3 separate regions of the Mus musculus genome follow, and regions 2 and 3 are each linked to region 1. The links are chromatin contacts, called in public Hi-C maps. All regions are on one chromosome and are shown on one strand. The core of a region is the stretch at or near the end of the contact, and the rest is flanking DNA. Distances in the headings are between cores, read along the strand shown. Region 1 holds the start of Tox3 (TOX high mobility group box family member 3). Region 2 has its middle 17 kb from the start of Gm35797. Region 3 has its middle 34 kb from the start of Gm46048.

Region 1 (3,376 bases), core at 280-2,779:
GGAGACTCAGGAGAGGGGACCAAAGCCTCTTCAGGAGGGGGGAATTAAGAGTCAACCCAGTGACAATGTGGGGAGTTGTTCCTTCTCTGAATACACAGGGCTCTCTTAGGCAGTCCCCTGACAAGTTTCTGCTAAGAACACACACACACACACACACACACACACACACACACACACACACACACACACACACACACACATTTCCACCTAATTGAAGTTTATTTTTCTTGCTTGGTTCCTGAAGTATAGTATTGAGTGAAGGAAGGTACACATAGGTGTTGCAAGCTGGAGAACACTTAGAAATCCGTGCATGTCTGGAAAAGTTCAGGTCCCAGACCAGCGAAGTGATCCAGGCCCCACACCTTTAGAGACTGTCAGTTGAAATAGTTTAACATCTTTCCCTTCTAGTTCAAAGTAGTTCGCAGATAACTGAACCGAGAAAGGGAGATCTCACAGCTCAGCCAACATTTTCTAGCGCCAAGGCTGAAGGCCAAACTTTCAAATTAACTCAGAGCAATAAAGCCAAGGGTGGTGGTGATGGTGGGGGTATGGGGGCGGAGGGTGGGGGGAGAGAAATGTAGATTAAAAGAAAGAGAAAGAAATAAGAGGGTGGGTGGGTGCAGCGTGGGGAAGTTAATCACCCAGAACCTTTTAGGAAAAGAGGGACATTTTCTCTAGGAGAGCAGCGAGTGATCCGCCTAGATCCAGTTACTCAAATGCCTTTCGAAAACAAACAAGAGTAAAGAAAATACAAAGAGACCGGACTTGAGGCTTAACCTGGGAAGCTTCAAGTCTGCTTACTTGTGAAAGGTCAGGCCCTAACACCCCTCTGGTAAAGACCACAGGTGTACATGGGGTTCCGGCTCCTGGCTCAGGAGCCACCTGCACAGGTTAGTTTCTGGGCTGAGTCTATACCGGGGATATCCAAGTAGAAGAGTAAGTAGGGTAGAGGGATTGGGAAACAGGTCCCCCACCAGCAAGAACTGGGACGAGGTGGTAGGGGCAGAAGAGAGGGCTGGGTGAGAAGTGGACGGTTTTGGGATGCTGGGGCCAAGGGAAGCGAGGGTCGCACGGGAGAAGAGTGGGACTCGAGGAGGGACGGTGCTGGCAGCAGCGGGGAGGCCGAGGGAGGCCCGGGAGCGGGGAGAGCGGTGAGGCCGCGGGGACAAAGAGGACCGGGGAGGGAAGGGGTGGGACGGTGAGAGGCCGGGAGAGGAGCGCGCGGTGGCCGGGGCTGCACGGGGCGCGGGGCGGGGCGCGAGCCCGGAGGCGGTCGGCGGCGGAGCGCACCGGCGGGGCGGGCGGCGCGCCAGCTGCCCGCGGTGGGAGGGGCGGAGCGGCAGCGGCGCGGGGAGGGGACCGGCGGCGGCAGGAGGGGGAGCGGCAGGGGAGGGGCCGGGCCCCTTGTCTCCGCGGCTCCTCGGCTCAGTCCGCCCGGGGAGGAGGAGCGGGGCCAGCCGCCGCCGCTGCCGCCGCCGCCGTCCCAGCTTCGCCGCGCACCTGAGCTCGCCGGCCGTCCCGGGCCCACGCGCTGCGCCCCGCGCCCCGGGCGCCCGGCCCGCGCGCAGCCAGCTTCGGTGTCCCGGTGGGGCGCGTCCCTCGGGCCGCCTCCCGCTCTCCCGCGGCTCGCGTGGCCGCGCCTTTGTGTGCTGCAGCCGCAGCTCCCGGGCTCGTCGGCGGCCCCCGCGCGACGCCCCTACAGTCCCACGGCCCGTGCGCTGTCCCCGGGCGCCCCCGGCCGGGCGTCCTCGACGGTGGATCGTACGGCCGCGAGGAGGCGGGTAGCGGCCCCGGCGAGTTCCAGCCCCGGCCCCCAGCCCCCGGCCCCGGCATGGATGTGAGGTTCTACCCCGCGGCGGCCGGGGACCCAGCCGGCCTGGACTTCGCGCAGTGCCTGGGGTACTACGGCTACAGCAAGGTGACCGGGCCGGGGGCGGGGGCCACCTCTCCATCCCGGGCGCGTCCCTCGTCCCGCCTAGCCTGCTGCACTTTCTTTCTGATCTTTCCTTCCCACCCGCTGGCTTCTCGGTGCGCCTTAGTCTCCGACCAACTCTTTTCGTCTTCTCTTTACGTGCCCTTTCTACCCACCTTTTTGTCCCTCTGCTGGCGCTCCCTCTGCCCTCCTGGTCCCCTCCCCCGCTCCCCCTAAAAGCTGTGTGAAGCGCAGTCCCGGGACTGAGCCGAGACTGGCGTGTGATTCTTTGTTGATGTTATTAGTAAACTCGATTGCAACACCCCTACTATGTGTGCATGGGGGTGGGGGGACACGCTACGTAGGGGGTCCCCGATCTCGTGGGCCAGAGATTCCATACCTTCGCAGCCCATCTCACCTCACCCACCCAGTCAGGAGCTGGTCCCCGGGAGCTTGGAGAAGATGAACAAACTTTATAGAGTGTGGCTGGGTCTGGGGTCTGGATCTGGGAAGCCTGAAGTTGCAGGATCCCAGCAGGTGCCTCTTACTTCCCCTGCTCTAGGGCGCTTTGGTCTACTAGACCAAGATGCTCGCCTCTTCCGAGTTAAGGCAGTGGGCTTTCGTATTTTATTTTATTTTGCGGAGGAGGGCGGGTTAAGTTTTTTTTCTTTCATGGAGATCAGAGTTGCAGCTCCACATCATGCCTCAGGGTCACCCCATCTTCCTCACCTCTTGCCGCACAAACTTACAGGAGTAAGCGATTCAGGTGGTCATAGGTGGACCTTGGACGCAGTCAGTGGGCTTCCCGGATCCGGTTGTCTACCTTGCCTACTGCTCCCACCACAGAGCTTTGCGACATAACCCTGAGGGCGATATTCAGAGAAAGAGTCCTGCGCCTTTTGATTGTGTGTGTGTGTGTTGTGTGTGTGTGTGTGTGTGTGTGTGTGTTTCCCCTTCCCCCTGCTCCTCCCTCCTCTCCGACTTTTCTTTCAAATCCTAGTTTGTTTATGATTGCTTGGATAACGGAGGAGGAAATACAGAGGCAGCCAAAAGAAAGGTGCAATACAAAACTAATGAATAAATAACAGGAAGAGGAGGGATTGTATCTAGCGCCGGGATAGTTGACTGTGCCCCTGGCTGATGGAGGTCTGTTCTTCATTGTTTATTCTCTTTTCCCAACTCCAGTGCTAAAGTTTGCAAAGACCACTGCAGTCTCACTGCCTCACTTCCCTGTCGTGGTGGGCAGCCCTGGGCCAGGCACCCAGGACCCTTCCAGTAACTCTAGGATGGAGGGGTGTTTTTAGTCCAGTGGTGATAGTGACCATTCACACTCTTCCAAAGCTGGGAGGAATGCCTTAAGCATCGAAAGGAAGGCTAGCAAAGGCCGAAGGCTGTATGTAGCCCGAGTAAAGGATCGGTTTCTGTCGTCTGATTTTGGATTTACTCAGGTTATTAAATGCTTTA
Region 2 (3,376 bases), core at 322-2,821, 130 kb before region 1:
GTTACTGTCTCCACACCCACCGTTCAGTGCTCCTTATAGGTCTGAGTTACTATGCGGATCCTGTTCCTTCAGTGTGAAGAATTCCCGTTATTATTTTTTTCCCACAGTGCACATTTGTTCCCAACACACTCTCAGTCACTTATATGACAGCATATTTATTTCGTGCCAGTGTTTGAAGGATATACTTTGCTGGATATAAAGCTCTGGATTGACTGTGGTTTCATTCAGCTTTCTGAAGAACTGACCTGTTGTCTTTTGATCACTGCTTTCATATGAGTTTGGCCAAGAAATATTATAAAATATGTCATTTTACTTTATATGTGTCAGGACGGTGTATGTTTTAAGTGTTCGGGAGTCTGAATATGAATTGTTTAGCTATAGGTTCTCTGTGTCCTGCGTAGGTTAGTTGAATTTATATCTTTCTTTCATAAAAGACATTATCACCATCATCATTATCACCGTCATCATCATCATCTTTCGTATTAGTAGTGGTATTTCTTTGTTTTTTTACATCTCTACCTTATTCTTAATCTCTGCTTTTTCTCTCTGGTTCCTAGAAACAATGGTATTCTGTTTATTAAGTCACCCAAGCACTGAGTTTCTTTGTTTGTTTGTTTTTGCTTTTTGTTTTTCAAGACAGGGTTTCTCTGTATAGCCCTGGCTGTCCTGGAACTCCCTCTGCAGACCAGGCTGGCTTTGAACTCAGAAATCTGCCTGCCTTTGCCTCCCAAGTTCTGGGATTAAAGGCGTGTGCCACCACTGCCTGGCTGCCACTTAGTTTCGATATTGTTTTTATTCTTTGACAATTTCATACATCTTTAAAATACATTTTGTCATTTCCATCCCCCACCCATTCTCTCTTCTCCCACTGAAACCTTCCCCAATGTGACTTGTTTTTTGACTCACTAAGTTCAGTTGAAGTTGCTTCTATAAGCCTGTGTATGTGCAGAGAGAGGAGGTATTATTGAGTAAAGCATTGGAAACATATGTGAAGCTACAACACTGAAGAAAAGGACACTCCTCCTCTCCCTCCCCCAGCAACCATTAACTACCCATAGTGCCTTAGGAAACGTTGGGACCTCATTAGCTCCTCCCCCCACACAATGGAATGTTGACTGATGCTGCCTGCCTTGTTGGGTTTTGTGCTGGGATCCACATTGCACACAGAGATGAGTGGGATGGTCACATCATGTCCAGAAAGCAGCATTTCACAGTGTTCTTCCCTATCATGCGCCTTTACATTTTTATTGCCTCCTGTTCTGAAATGTTCTCTGTTCCTTAAGGGTGTGATCTAGATGGTTCAGAGCTGGACACTCAACAGTCACGCTGGTCAGTGCTGCCTTTTGGCAAAGGAAGCTTCCTTGACCAGGGCTGAGAGCCGCACTGACCTATGGGTAGAAACATCAGCATTTAGAGGATAGCTTGACAAAGTGGCCACTTAGCAAAGCCGTGGTAGTACGTTTCCTCTCTAGGGCCTTTGACCTGCGCAGCAGCTGGGTCTTGACCGGGTTTACAGCTTCAGGCATAAGTCACTCCCTCTGCAGTAGGATGTTAAACATCTGAAACATCTCATCTCACTGAATCACTGCATTTGCTCCAGCTTCAAAGTCGGATGCTGTGACTTCCCACTCTCTCCTATTCACTCTGCCTCACTGGAAAGTTTACTGCAAGTGGTGGTAAAACTTCCACTCAGTTCTTTATGTTTTTTTCCATACAGTGTTGGAAGCCATGCCTTAGGTTTGCTAGGTATTTGCTCTCCCACTGAGCCAGGCTCCTAAAACTCTTCCTAGTTCTCTTCATAGTTTCTGTTTCGGCTGCAAGATTCACCACCTATTAAGACAACATTTTCCTTTATGTATTTGGATATATTCATAATATTGCACTCCTTTCCTGTTATTCCAACATCTGAATCATCTCAGGGCCATTTTATTGATGGATTCCTCCTAGTTATGGGTCACTTCCCCCTTACTTTTTCATGCTTAGTGATTTTTAATTACACACCAGATCATATGGCTTGGGGCATGTGGGTTGCACTGCTTTGTTTCTACGACTGGGTTTTGTCTTGGTGATTAACTTACTGATTCAGAATGGTTCCTGCTCTGCACTGTGAAGGCTCTGCTTCTGTGTAGTGTTCGATGTATCCTAACCTTGAACCAAGGGCACTGGACTTCTTCCTAGAATCTTATGGAACCCATCCCTCAGTGACAGGGCTTTCCCCTTAGGACCCTGACATGAAAGTCCCAGCAGCTCTTCAGCCTCTAACTCTGGACTCTGAATCTTCATATCGACAGGATCGTCAGGTTTTGCTTGGGTTTCACCTTCCTGAAATGGACCCATATGTAGGCACTCAGCTTGCATATGTCCTTGCCTTCTTCCCTTTCTGCACTCCTCACAGAAGGCTATATTGTGTCTGTTAGAAAATAGTTATCATTACTATTGTTTTCATTTTCATAGCAATTAGAGATAAGTCCATACCAGTTATGCCATCCTTAAAAAAATAAAAATTCTCTCCCGCCCCATCACTTTGCTCCTGACATCTCTCTCTACTCCATTGTATCTCCTTCTGTTAAAAAAGCAGTGGCATTACTTAAAGCTTGTATCTATCATCTTTTCTGCTTCCCCAAGGAGTGTCCCATTTGCAGCTTCAGATATATCTGTTGGCATTCCCATTAGCCCACCTCAATAATAATAACAAAAAATAGTAAGTTATTACCCAAGCCAGGCATAGTGAAAACACCAAGATAAACCACAGGACCTGCCTTCCAACCTTCCAAAGTGATTAGTCTGCAAGAGTAGGGTACTGAAATAGAAAGGGCTATGTAGTTGCTATCACAGAGCAGTTAAACTATATTCTGGGAGAAACTAAGTCTTGTAGCGATAAAAAGGGACCTCTTTAAGGACGAAGGAGTGCTGGAGAACAGTCTTGGAGGGACAGAAGGTGACTAAGAGAGAAAGAGAGAGAAGGCATCCCATCCCGGGAAGGGAAGAACATATGCAAATGTGTGGGGACAGCCCAAAGCATGCTGGGATGGGGCAGCTTCAGATAGTCACTGGGACTTATGCCTATGAGGAGCTGGTAGATCAGTAAATTGGAAAACAGATTGAGTTTTTAAATTTTATTTTTCATTTTATTGAGATAAAAAGAACAAATAAAACCAAAAACACTGTGTACAATGTGATGATTTATTGTGAACCATTGGCCGTCATCAAGCTAATTACATGCACCACTTCCCACAACTGAAAGTTTATGTGCACTTTGTTTGATTCAGAGTCTTGCTATGTAACTGTGGTTGGTTGGTTGAGGTGAGGTCCTCTTGCCTTAGACTCCTGAGTGCTGGAGGTATGGACATTTGCCACTACAAGTGGCCATGTGTGT
Region 3 (3,376 bases), core at 320-2,819, 110 kb before region 1:
TACCTATTGATTAACTATTACTGCCTATTACAATGACCAAAATCTAAAAGTCCAAAGATAATGGATATTAGTACGGATGTAGAAAAACAGATTTCTGGGGGTGGAATTGTAAAAATGATCCAACTGCAGCAAAAAAAAAAAAAAAAGAAAGAGCTTAGCAGTTATTCAAAAAGTTAACGGCAGAATCATTACATGATTTTGTGTGACACTGTAGAGACACTGATCAAGAGAGATGAATGTCTGTGAGTATGTATCCCTATGGATGAGACAGGTGATAGAAAGCTGCTCATGGGACTCTTCATTGTCTGTCTTGTCACCTGTCCCAACATAGCTCAAGTTCCCACCATGGCCAGTGAATCTAACAGTAACATTGGGTGGTGGGGGTTGTGGGAGGGGGCTTCATGCTGGCAGCTTCTCTACCCACCTTGCATAGCCACCCACTGAGCAGATTCTAGAATGCAGCTGATATGATGTGCAGGGGCAGGGAGAGCTCATCGAGTGGCTTTTATGACCAATCTGCAGTATGGCTGTTTTGTTTGAAGCAGTTTGTACAGTCACACAGTGTCAGCACGGCAAGAGCCTAGGTAGTCCTCCCTAGCCTGCCTTCAGCTGTAGCCTCCTCTATTCTTCAGTCCTTTCACTCAGTGAAACTTGGACATTCATTGTGTTCATTGAGCAAAGCTTCACTCTTCATCAAACCATGAGCACATTACAAATATCCTGCCATGACGTTTTCATAGCCAGTCCCCATGTCGATATTGCTATTATCCTCCTTTCATAGATGAGTACACAGAAGCCCAGAGTTTTCACTTGCGAAGATCTTCTATCCAGTCAAGAAATAAAGCTGTAATTTTTACCCATGCCTATTTGCTAAGTGCATGCTCTTGACTTTCATATCTTTGTAGGATCATCTATCAATACCAAGTTTGTACCCACCTCAAAATGAAAACAGAAAAAGGCCCTTTGTTTAAAAAAAATGTATTAAGACTTTCAAAGGAGAGAGAGCTGATATCAACAAATAGGAAAGGATCTGTTCTCCTGCCCAGGTCACCCAGCTTTGCTATAGCTCTTAATGGCAAGAACTCTTGGAAAGATGAATTCACTCTATAGGGTCCCATGTGTCTCCTCTGCAGAGCCAATACAAGGATGAAGTGTGGCCCTAGAATATGATTGTAATAGGTGTCTTCAGTTATTCTTTGCCAATCAAACTGGAGTGATTAATGAGCCATGTGCCCTGATTGTTTTCGAAGGCTCGCTGTGTGCTTAGCTCTGTTCTAGGCACTAAGGGTGTGTGTGTGTGTGTGTGTGTGTGTGTGTGTGTGTGTGTGTGTGTGTGTGTAAATGAGGTTTTCTGGCTTTGGGAGTAGTGATGCCATTCAAGTCCATGCATCCTGAAGATATCTTCAAATTTGGGCCCTCTAACCCCTCCAAAACCAGGAACCTGGCTAATTTACTCGCTCTCAAGTCGGCACTGCTTGGATTTTAAAGCATGGTGTAATGTATTCAGAGGAAGTCTGATGAGAAGAAGTGGGAACTAGGCCGAAGGATTCTAATCCTGAATATTCAGGGAAGGCAGCACGTCCTATTCAGCAAGGCTGATCAATAGAGGGTGCATTCAGACTCTAAATGTGGGCATTATGTACAGATACAAAATATACAATGCCCCCAAAATGGGGAGAGACATTTCTGATTGAATTTTTTTGTTTGGGTTTATAAAAATAACTTGTGCTGCATCAATTACTTTCATTGCCATGGATACAGGCAATGCTTTATTATGTAACTCTACAGCTGTGCTGGGTTTTAATATAAAACCCGGATTTTTTCATCTATTTCTCTTTCATAGTTACTGAACTGAGATAATGGCATCTTTTACCTATGAATGTATTCAATTCCCTTTTTTTCCCCCTCACCATCCTGGAAACTATTATTGATTAGAATTTCATTTTGTGGCTTTTGTAATAAAACCTTCAGTAAATGTTACCGTTGCAGGCAGCAGGAGGGTGGAGCGGGAGAAGGTCATTCTTTATGTATATTGTGTGTAAATATGTATGTATAAAGAATGGAGTGTGTGTGTGTGTGTGTGTGTGTGTGTGTGTGCAAATTTGGGCATACATTCTTCCAGGCTTAAACAAGTGCATGCCCGGGCATTGTGCTGACTTCCAATTTGCTCTAGGGAAGCTTTCCATGTGAAATATTCCTCTACCCAGTTTTTATAGAAAAGATGCCCTCCTTTTTTCAGAACAGAACTGTATCCCTGCATTTTAAAATCCGCAATTCGGGGCCATTGTTTTTATTTTCCTCTTGATGCTCAAAGTTGGTTGATATCATGCAATTTCCCACCTCCCTACTCTGTCAGAATATAAATGCTCTCCTGCCTTCCTAGCAGGGATTGGAGCAGAGTCTGAGGAGCAAAGTAAGAGAGGATGTGGCATGCACACTTGAGATAGGCTTAAGGAGAAGAGAGCTGGGTGTGATTTGAAGTGCAAGTAGGTACTGTGCCTCTGAAAATGATCAGCCATTAGGAATTCTCCCACTAACATTCAAATCATGTGGGAGTCTGGAGAAGTGGCTCAGTGGCTAAGAACACAGTGTAGAAGACCTGGGTTCAGTTTCCAGCACCCACATTATAGCAAACAAACTTTCGTAACACTAGTTCCAATATTTCTCATTTCCCTCTTCTGCCCCTTTGCACACAAGACATTTACATTGTGCACAGACATAATTAAAATAGGAAATAAATATTTATAAGCATCCTTTGTATAGACAAGCTAATATGAGGGCCAGTAAGACATTCAAGGTCAGGCAGTTCCTTAAGACTCCATGTGAAGAACTACACATATCTGTGGATATGGTTTTCTTTCCTTTTTTGGAGTAGATCTGTTTGTCAGGAAGACTTGGAGGACAAGAACACGATTTATAACCACTTCTGTAGAGGTCACTGCCCCTTTTGATGACAGAAACTAGTAAAGAGGAACTGGTGAGATGCTTGCCTATTCATCACCATCCTGGCCACAACAGGTAAGTGATGGGCTCCTGACCCAAGCTGGAGCAATGAGAATCCTTCTCTGGGGACTTTCCAGATCTATTAGAAGGGGATGCAATACTCCTACTCACATCCCTGTCTGCTGGATGGTGTGAAGGTTCAGCTATGTCCCTGCCACGTGCCACAATCCTTCTGCATCAGGAGAGACTCAAGCCACCCTCCAGACAAAAGCATCAGTGAGCAAGACATCATAAGAGACAGCTCACAGCACATCATAGCTATGGATGCTCTGTAGGTCAGCTCTGCCTTTGTCAGGTTTAAATTTGAATACTCAAGTCAACTAATGGGCCTTCTCAACACAAGGTAATTCTGTTGGGAGGGAGGGTGTGGCAC

Evidence for each region. Hi-C and Micro-C count contacts between places; a contact is called where the count stands out from the background.
Region 2: a contact with region 1 is called in a Hi-C map of nephron progenitors, with 2.2 times the contacts expected there. The contact joins the enhancer-like site here to the promoter of Tox3 in region 1. A contact is called at or near these places in 4 of 39 promoter capture datasets (embryonic stem cells, liver and maxillary cranial neural crest), 4 of 484 Hi-C or Micro-C datasets (cerebellum, liver, nephron progenitors and 1 more), 10 of 115 datasets of contacts at active chromatin or transcription factors (bone marrow-derived dendritic cells, bone marrow-derived macrophages, embryonic forebrain and 7 more) and 2 of 9 other capture datasets (liver and pancreatic islet).
Region 3: a Hi-C map of cortical neurons shows a contact between it and region 1, with 1.6 times the contacts expected there. The contact joins the enhancer-like site here to the promoter of Tox3 in region 1. A contact is called at or near these places in 3 of 39 promoter capture datasets (hippocampal neurons and liver), 4 of 484 Hi-C or Micro-C datasets (cerebral cortex, cortical neurons and liver), 10 of 115 datasets of contacts at active chromatin or transcription factors (SST interneurons, bone marrow-derived dendritic cells, bone marrow-derived macrophages and 6 more) and 2 of 9 other capture datasets (liver and pancreatic islet).

The regions. Positions count from the first base shown.
Region 1 is chr8:90,346,405-90,349,780 of GRCm38.p6, reverse strand. It overlaps Tox3 (TOX high mobility group box family member 3), which reads left to right and starts at 1,529. Exons shown (of 7, transcript NM_172913.3): 1 at 1,529-1,918. The coding sequence starts at 1,832.
Region 2 is chr8:90,472,341-90,475,716 of GRCm38.p6, reverse strand. No RefSeq gene overlaps it. Among named protein-coding and RNA genes, the nearest start is that of Gm35797, 17 kb to the left of the region's middle. Within about 2 kb of position 1,571, at least 4 of the 459 cell types and tissues checked have an H3K27ac peak or open chromatin away from gene starts, as enhancers often do. A contact at or near this core is called in nephron progenitors, where this site is marked.
Region 3 is chr8:90,452,599-90,455,974 of GRCm38.p6, reverse strand. No RefSeq gene overlaps it. Among named protein-coding and RNA genes, the nearest start is that of Gm46048, 34 kb to the right of the region's middle. Within about 2 kb of position 1,569, at least 23 of the 459 cell types and tissues checked have an H3K27ac peak or open chromatin away from gene starts, as enhancers often do. A contact at or near this core is called in SST interneurons, cortical neurons, forebrain and 1 more, where this site is marked.